2 separate regions of the Mus musculus genome follow, and region 2 is linked to region 1. Evidence: chromatin contacts called from public promoter capture Hi-C data. All regions are on one chromosome and are shown on one strand. The core of a region is the stretch at or near the end of the contact, and the rest is flanking DNA. Distances in the headings are between cores, read along the strand shown. Region 1 has its middle 29 kb from the start of Gm52797. Region 2 overlaps Fry (FRY microtubule binding protein).

What was found. Capture Hi-C pulls out chosen DNA fragments and counts their contacts.
Region 2: a contact with region 1 is called in a promoter capture Hi-C map of adipose tissue. The contact joins two enhancer-like sites. A contact is called at or near these places in 8 of 39 promoter capture datasets (the C10 cell line, the HPC-7 cell line, HPC-7-derived erythroid cells and 4 more), 1 of 484 Hi-C or Micro-C datasets (pro-B cells), 2 of 115 datasets of contacts at active chromatin or transcription factors (T-cell acute lymphoblastic leukemia and embryonic stem cells) and 1 of 9 other capture datasets (adipose tissue).

The regions. Positions count from the first base shown.
Region 1 is chr5:150,099,666-150,103,687 of GRCm38.p6, forward strand. No RefSeq gene overlaps it. Among named protein-coding and RNA genes, the nearest start is that of Gm52797, 29 kb to the right of the region's middle. Within about 2 kb of position 2,331, at least 5 of the 459 cell types and tissues checked have an H3K27ac peak or open chromatin away from gene starts, as enhancers often do. A contact at or near this core is called in adipose tissue, where this site is marked.
Region 2 is chr5:150,449,691-150,453,712 of GRCm38.p6, forward strand. Fry (FRY microtubule binding protein) reads left to right here. Exons shown (of 61, transcript NM_172887.2): 49 at 1,369-1,530. Among named protein-coding and RNA genes, the nearest start is that of Gm36299, 44 kb to the left of the region's middle. Within about 2 kb of position 2,116, at least 13 of the 459 cell types and tissues checked have an H3K27ac peak or open chromatin away from gene starts, as enhancers often do. A contact at or near this core is called in adipose tissue, where this site is marked.

The DNA of each region.
Region 1 (4,022 bases), core at 1,081-3,580:
ATTTGGTATTTTCTTTATTTACATTTCAACTGTTTTCCCCGTTCTAGGTCTCCTTGAAAAGATTTTTTTTTAATGCTTATGTATGAGTTTCTACATGAGTGTATTGCACATGGGTGCAGGTGCCCATGCAGCCAGAAGAAGGCGTTGGATCCCGACATCCAGCTGTGGGCCCAGTGTGGGTGCTGGGAACTGAACGTGATCCCTCGGGTAGAGCAGGAAGCTCTCTCAAACAGTGAGCTGTTTCTATAACTCCTACAAATGTGCTCTTTGTCAGCCAATAAGTTAAAAAAGTTGGACAAAAGGTTTGATTGTAGCATAATAATGTTTTTAAGAAAGTGAATTCCTCTATCGGGTCTGAGATGGCTCATCAGCAGGTAAGAGCACCGGCTGCTCTTCCAGAGGACCTGGGTTTTGTTCCCAGAACCCACAGAGGGCAGATCATAAAGTTGATACTCAGCTCCAGGGCTCCATGTTTGGAGAGTGTAATTCTAAAAGCTTAAGAATTGGAACCTTAGAGCTCCATTCTTCCTCCCTTGAGGAAATGCCTCCATGAGATCCAGGTGCAAGGCAGTTTCTCAATTAGTGATCAAGGTGGGAGGGCCCATTGTGGGCGGTGCCATCCCTGGCCTGGTAGTCTTGGATTCTATCAGAGAGCAAGCTGAGCAAGCCGGGGAAAGCAAGCCAGTAAACATGGAAACATCCCTCCATGGCCTCTGCATCAGGTCCTGCTTCCTGACCTGCCTGAGTTCCAGTCCTGACTTCCTGTGGTGATGAACAGCAAGGTGGAAAGTGTAAGCTGAGTAAACCCTTTCCTCCCCCCCCCCCCAAAAAAGCCGTCCATTCTTATAGCTGGGTATGGTGGTTCATAGTTATAATTCTAGACTTGGGGCATCTGAGGCAGGAGAATTACAAGCTCACAACTAACATGGGCTGCTAGCAAAACCCTGACTCAAAGAAACAACTGTTTACATACAGAGCTGCACACTCCCCACAGCAGGGCATGTGGGCTGTGGATCACTCACATGTGTTGGATCAAATCCCCGACAAGATAATGACTAACAGAGGGGCTACCAGGGAGGCACTGGAGAAGATGCTCTCGTTCACACTGAAACATCCAGAATGAGACCACCCAGATCAGTCCAGAATAGGAGCATGGCACCCCACACCCAGCATGAGTGAGAGGGGTTTTATGAATTTAAAAGGTGCAAGGTGTCCGTGCTTAACCAAATGTCTCCATAAGTCTAACTAACTTCTGCCTTCTCTCCTCATCCTCACCATCTGACCTCTGAGCCTCTCTCTGCACTCCCACAGCCGTGCTTTGGTTCCTTGGAGTAAAGGTTTCCTTCCCCTGAACTTTCTGAATACTAGGACCATTTCTTCCTTGTGTTAGATCCATCACACTTAGGCCAGAAAGAACACTTCCATCCATGCTCTCTGAAGGGGAAGAATGGAATGGCTCATAGTGGCGGCTAAATCAAATAAAACCAATATTCCAGAAGAAAAGTATATTTCTGTGTCTAGAAATATGAGGAAATTGTGTAACACTGTAAAAACAGACATCCATGCAGGAAGAAATAGTAGCATAATATGATTGCTATGTATGGAGATCATAATGGAGGATATGATGTGTGTGTGTGTGTGTGTGTGTGTGTGTGAGACAGAGAGTGTATGCACACGTGTGCATGTGTGTGTGTGTATATGCATGTGTGTGTGAGCAAGTATGTGTATGTGAGTGTGTGTGCATGCATGTATGTGTGAGAGAGTGTATGCACACGTGTGCATGTGTGCGTATGTGTATGTGAGAGTGTATATGTGTGTGTGCATGAATATGTGTGTGTGAGTGTGTGTGTGTGTGTACATATTAAGGTCCAAAAAAAGCACATCAGTATTGTATTAAAGTAGTGGGCTTATGGATGTTTTAATTTCCTTGTTTAAATTCCTTTCAAAAGTGCTGTAATTTAGTTTGTGCAATGATAATCATGTCAGAAAACAAAAAGAAAGCAAGCCTACATCTGTGGCTTTCCAAGCACCCAGTTGGCTCCAGAGTCATCCTGGTGAGACCCTGCAGTGATCTAGGATAGGATTAGTTGGGATAGAACTGCTAAACACATCCATCCAGAGAGCAAAGATTTCCCAGAAAGCTGGGCTTCATTCGCCAAAACGCAACTGTCCAGTTACATCTGCAAGTGTCTGTGAATACAGCATTTAACATTAAGTTAGGATACGGTCTAAGCTTGCCAGCAGTTAAGGAGCGTCTTGTGGAAGCGCACCCGGAGCCTGTGGAAGGGTTGCTGCAACCCATGGGACACGCAGAACCCTTGTACACGTGCCTTGTGGGTGACTCATTGACATCTGTCCTTTTCGCAAGCCAGGATTGCCAACGGGCAGTCTATCACTGAAATAGACAGCATGACAGTTTCCTATTTTTGTTTTTGGACCAGGATACCTTCAAAAAATATACCAGAGGAAAATTAAAAAACAACCTCTTCAACAAATGGCGCTGGGGAAACCAGAATCCTTGTGTAGAAGAGCGAAACTAGATAATTGTAGATTTGACCTACTGCTATTACTCCAAAAAATATTTTTAAATTTTATTTTATTTTATGTGTGTGAGTGGCTTGATCACATGTGTGTCACATGCATGCCTGGTTTTGTGGAGGCCACAAGAGTGTGGGGAATCCCTGAAGCTGGGGTTACACACATTTGGGAGCAGTCATATGGGTGCTGGGAACCAAACCCTGCTTCTCTACAAAAGCAGCCAGTGCTCTTCACTGCTGAGCCTTCTCTGCAGCCTCCGACTTCCACCCATTTTAATGGTACCTTTCATCTTTCCAAACCACGAACATATATGCCTTGATGGTGTTTCCCACAAAGATACCTGCTTCAGCCTCAACCCCTGGCACCTGCAATTGTAAGCTTATTGGAAATAATGTCCTTGCACAAGTAATCAAAGTGATATAAGAACATTAGGTTGGCCACTATGGCAGATGAACACATGGAGAGGGAACATGGACAGACATGGCTACAGGCGGAATTTGGCCTGCAAAGACGACGGCAGTGACTATAGTGGTGCTGCTACAAGTCAGTGAATGCATGCAGCTACTACAATACCAAATGAGCCTTCTTTCCAAGTTCTTGAGAAGGGGCACAGACTGCCAACACCAAGACTTCAGACTTGCAGCTCCCATCACTTTGGGAGGATGAATTTTTCACCCTGGGTTGGAAAAAGGAGACACAATCAAGGCACTAAGTCAAAGGAGACCAAGTTGGGGTGCTGAACCTGGGATGTATTAATTACTCTTCAAACTCAGATCAGAAGAGTCAGCAATGTCAGTACTGACTAAGCAAACCTCATGAAAATCAAGATCCTGGGCCCCTCCCCAAAGCCCTGGGATACAGGTGATAGATTCGGGGGTCACAGTCTTGAGGGTGAACGCTCATACACAGAAAATAAAAATAAAAAGCAATTCCTTTAAGAAAGAATATTAAATTGAGTGGCTTGCTTGTGGATTCTGCATAGCTACAGGTCAGTGTCTTCGTAGGTAGCTGCTGGGAATATTGCCTGATATGGAAGTAAAACAGAAGTTAATGGTATTTCCTTTACTTGATGTCATTGGGAAGAAAACAGGAGCTTTTAGAAATGAGCTGAGCATCATTATCCAATGACAATATAGTAAATTCATTTTCTAGGGACAATGAGACGATGTTCTAGACTCAGAAAAGCAAACACCACATGTCCTCTCTCATTTGTAGGTTTCGCCTTCTATCTCTTTAATACGTATGCCTGGGAGATGGCGGTTGGGGGGAGACACCAGGGGAAGAGAGTAGGACCCATGAGTGAGGAAAAACCACATTCAGGGTAAATTTTCCTTATAATCAGATCCAAGCTGGTGTTTTCTGTGCTGTGTTGAAATCCTAAAGAGTTGCAATCGATTGGCTCAGCATCTGACAGCTTTGGAGAAGCTTTCCATTTCTGATTAGGTTCGTTAAGAATCGCTCTTCACGCGCACTTCCAAGATGGA
Region 2 (4,022 bases), core at 866-3,365, 350 kb after region 1:
TCTAAAAACATAGAGACGGTATTAGCCAGTTCATCTGAATTCCTCAGTTCCCAGGGACCCAGAACTGCTCCAGACCAGTAGGACCTTAGGAGCTAGGGACAGAAGGACAGTAGGACCTTAGGAGCTAGGGACAGGAGGTTCTGGTCAGTTTCTGCCACTTCAAGGATCTCTAGTTGAGACCTCGTTGGAGGCAGAATGTAGAAGGTGCTCTCCCGCCTGACCACACACTGTAGGAGCCTCGGAAAGTGAGCGTTATCAAGTATTATTAAGAATACTTTGGCCGGGCGGTGGTGTCGCACTCCTTTAATCCCAGCACTTGGGAGACAGAGGCAGGCAGATCTCTGTGAGTTCGAGGCCAGTCTGATCTACAGAGTGAGTTCCAGGACAGCCAGGGCTACACAGAGAAACCCTGTCTCAAAAAAACCCAAAAAAACCAAACAAACAAAAAGAATACTTTGGCCCTGACATTGTCCATTTGAATAGTTGAAATGGTAGAAATAATTTAGATAAAATTGTCAATAACTGGGAGTACATATTGACGACCAGAGATTGGAGAGAAGGAAATGAATTTTTAATCTTTTATTATTATACGACATTATTGCAAGTTTGGTCTGGTGAGAGAAGCCTGTAATTTCGGCACACAGGAAACAGGGGCTTCAACCCAAAGCCAGCATGGTCTAGAGAGCAAGTTCAAGGCAGGCATACTGGGCTTAGAGAGAGACAGAGAGAAGGAGAGAAAGAGAAAGAGGGAGAGGGAGGGATGGAGGGGGAGACAGAGACACAGAGAGACAGAGACAGACAGAGAAAGAGATGGAGAGAGACAGGCATGCAGACAGACAGACTCAGGGTGGTGGCGAAAAGAGGAGGAAGGGGAAAGAGAATGATTCTTTCAAGCTTAAACATCTGAAAATTGGCTTCGCCTTCTTCACTTTGCTTCTGTCTTCATCGCTAGAGTCTAAAGCATAATGAGGTCATTGCATTGGTTTCTTGCTGACAAGGAGAGTGAGGAGATATTCATTAAGCAAATGGCTCAGAACAAGTACTGAACACCAGGAAAGTGAGCCAGCATTTAACACTGAGTTTTTGTATCTGATCTGGTTCTAATCAGATCTTTGTTTTGTTTTCGTTTTCAAGAAAGGGTTTCTCTGTGTAGCCCTGGCTGTCCTGGAACTCACTCTATAGACCAGGCTGCCCTTGAACTCACAGAGATGCACCTGTCTCTGCCTCCCAAGAGCTGGAATTAAAGGTGTGCCACCTCACCCAGCTTCCACATGATCAGTTTTTAATTATTTCTGGGCTGAGCAAGTTCCTTGTCCTGTAGAAGTGTTGAGATGGGATCGTAATGTCTCTGTATCATTCTTTCTCCAGACTCCAATCATTGGGAGACGGTACGATGAACTCCAGAATTCCTCTGGACGGGATGGGAAGCCTAGGGCCATGGCCGTCACCCGGAGTGCATCCTCTACCTCCTCCGGCTCCAACTCCAATGTCCTTGTTCCTGTGAGCTGGAAAAGACCCCAGTATTCTCAGGTACCACTCCATGTGTGAAACTAATCTCTGCCATTCACCATTGCCCCAATAACGTTGCCAACTAGACCCCGGCCCTTCCAGCAATGGGTCTCACTCATTGACAATCAATCCTTTTATCTGTGGACAGGCCATGGGCTGTTCTGACTCTTGCCTCTTCTCTCATTGGCTCTACCTCTGTTATGGCTTGGGAACAAAATCTGGTCTGGCTTCCCTTTCACATGGCAGCCTTCAGATGTGGAAAGCACTTCTGACCCTTGCCCCCAAACCCATGTCCAAATTTATCCTCCAAACACCATGTCCGATAAAGAGAAGCCAGGGCCACACACTCAAAGAGCCTTCCAGAAATTCTCCTCAGAGCATAAACTTTAAGCATAGTTGACATGAATGTGCCAAACTTTGCAAAGACAGCAGAAGGAACTACCAGAATTCTCTGTGTCTAGTTATCACAGCCTGGGACTGGGTACATCCTGAGGGTAACTGCCGTAGTATTGATGCCCCGTGGCTGTCAGGTAAAATGCCTTGCCTGCATTGTTCTGAAGTATTTTAGTGGCATGTGCCAGACACTCACTGGAAAGTTATTTTAAGTGGAAAAGGAATTTATTACGCCATCCGTGTTAGTATTGTGCAAAAGATTCAAAATACCTGAGGAGTTGGGTTAATAAAGGTTGAATTGGCTCATGAGTCGTGCTGCCCCCTCCAAGAGCCCACTCCCAATAACCTAGCTTCCTCCCGCTAGGCTCCACCTCCTGCGGAGCTGCCCTCTCCCAATAGCACTGCAGGCTGCTGACTAAGCCTCAGCACACGGGCTTTTTATAAAAACTAAAGACCAGGATGGCAAAAGCATTTGTCTTGGCTGTAAGCACAGCTGTGCCCTAGTGCCCAGATGTTAGGATCCAGAGCCTTGAATTCCCTCTCCTTACTGCCCCACCTCCTTCCCTTCCCAAGGTCATGACCCCTGCTGAGACCTTTGATAGCTCTATTCTCAGAGAGACCCTTTTTCTAGGGAGCTGCAGCAAATTCTAATGATTCCAGATTTTTATGGTTTGGGGTTCTGATGATTTCATGCTGGAGACCCAACCTCTTCTGACATCCACAGTAGCCCCAGGAGAGGAGCTTTTGGTTAGATTGATTTGTTTTTTAACTCTGTATGTATGAGTTGCTGTGCCTGCATGTGTGTATCTGTGCACCATATGCATGCATTACCTACAGAAGCCAGGAGAGGGCATCAGATCCCCCTGGAATTGAACTTACAGATAGTTGTGAGCTGCCATGTGGGTGCTGGGAATTGAACCCAGGTCCTCTGCAAGAGTAACAAGTACTCTTAACTGCTAAGCTATCTCTCCAGCCCAGAAGAAGAAACTTGCACAGTGTTTGAAAGTGGCAGCAAAGAGACCTTCCCAGAATAGAAAGCAAGCCTAAGTTATCGGAAGTAGGCCATGTGGGTACTGGGCAAGTCCAATACTGTGTCTGCACACCACACAGCTCACTGTCATCTCCAGCCTGCCACAGAACCTAGTGACACAGCACAGTGGCTGATGGCCACAGTCATGGTGAGGAAGGAGAAGAGGAAAGTTCTGCCCTGTGCCTTGTTGCACTGATTTCAGAATTAGAGAATGAGACTAAGAGCTAGGGAAATATCTGGGAAATCTGCCATCCTTCAGCAGGAATGTCTGCCTGCCTAGCTTTGAAATGACCCCATAGTGACTAATTCTCTAAGTTGGGATGAAAGATGCACTGAGCCAAGTTCCATAAAGAAAATCTTAAGCCAGGAGTAGTGGTGCATGCCTTTAATCCTAGAGGCAGAAGCAGGCAGATCTGTGAGTTCCAGGACAGCCCTGCCTCAAAGAGGAGGGAAGGAGGAGGAAGAAGATCTTAGGGTAAAGAGCACCCTCCAGAACTTTCCATCTAACAAAGCAAAATCAGATAAAAGGGATCCACATGATTGCTTTGTGACCGGTTCTTAAGTACATTAACAACTCTAGGTTCACGTTATCTCTTGATTCTAGGAGAGACTCCATACATAAGAGGAAAAGAAACTTTTTGAAGAAAACCAAAGGGATTTAAATCTACTCAGTTTTAACTCTACCATGCTTTATGAGTAACTGAGAGCTTTCAGTGCACAGACAGTTATCTCACTAGAGCCAGGAAATGCTTGTTCTGTAACAAAATAGATTTATTTCTGATGGACGGAAAGCCAAGCCTTCCTGAAACCAAAAGCTCTTCCACACAGGAAGAGATCTCAAGGGAACTCTTGGATGGGTATGGAAAGGTCTAGAACTTGATTTTCATAGAGCACACATACTCCCTAAATAACAGGTCTGCCCTATATGGTTCACAGTCACTTTAAAATAAACAAATAATATTCATTTTATTATTGTGAGCTGAAGAGATGGCTCAGCAGTTAAGAGCACCGGTTGCTACAGGGGCCCTGGATTCCCATGCACCCACGTGTCAGCTCAGAACCATCTGGCGCCCTCTGCTGGCCTCTTCAA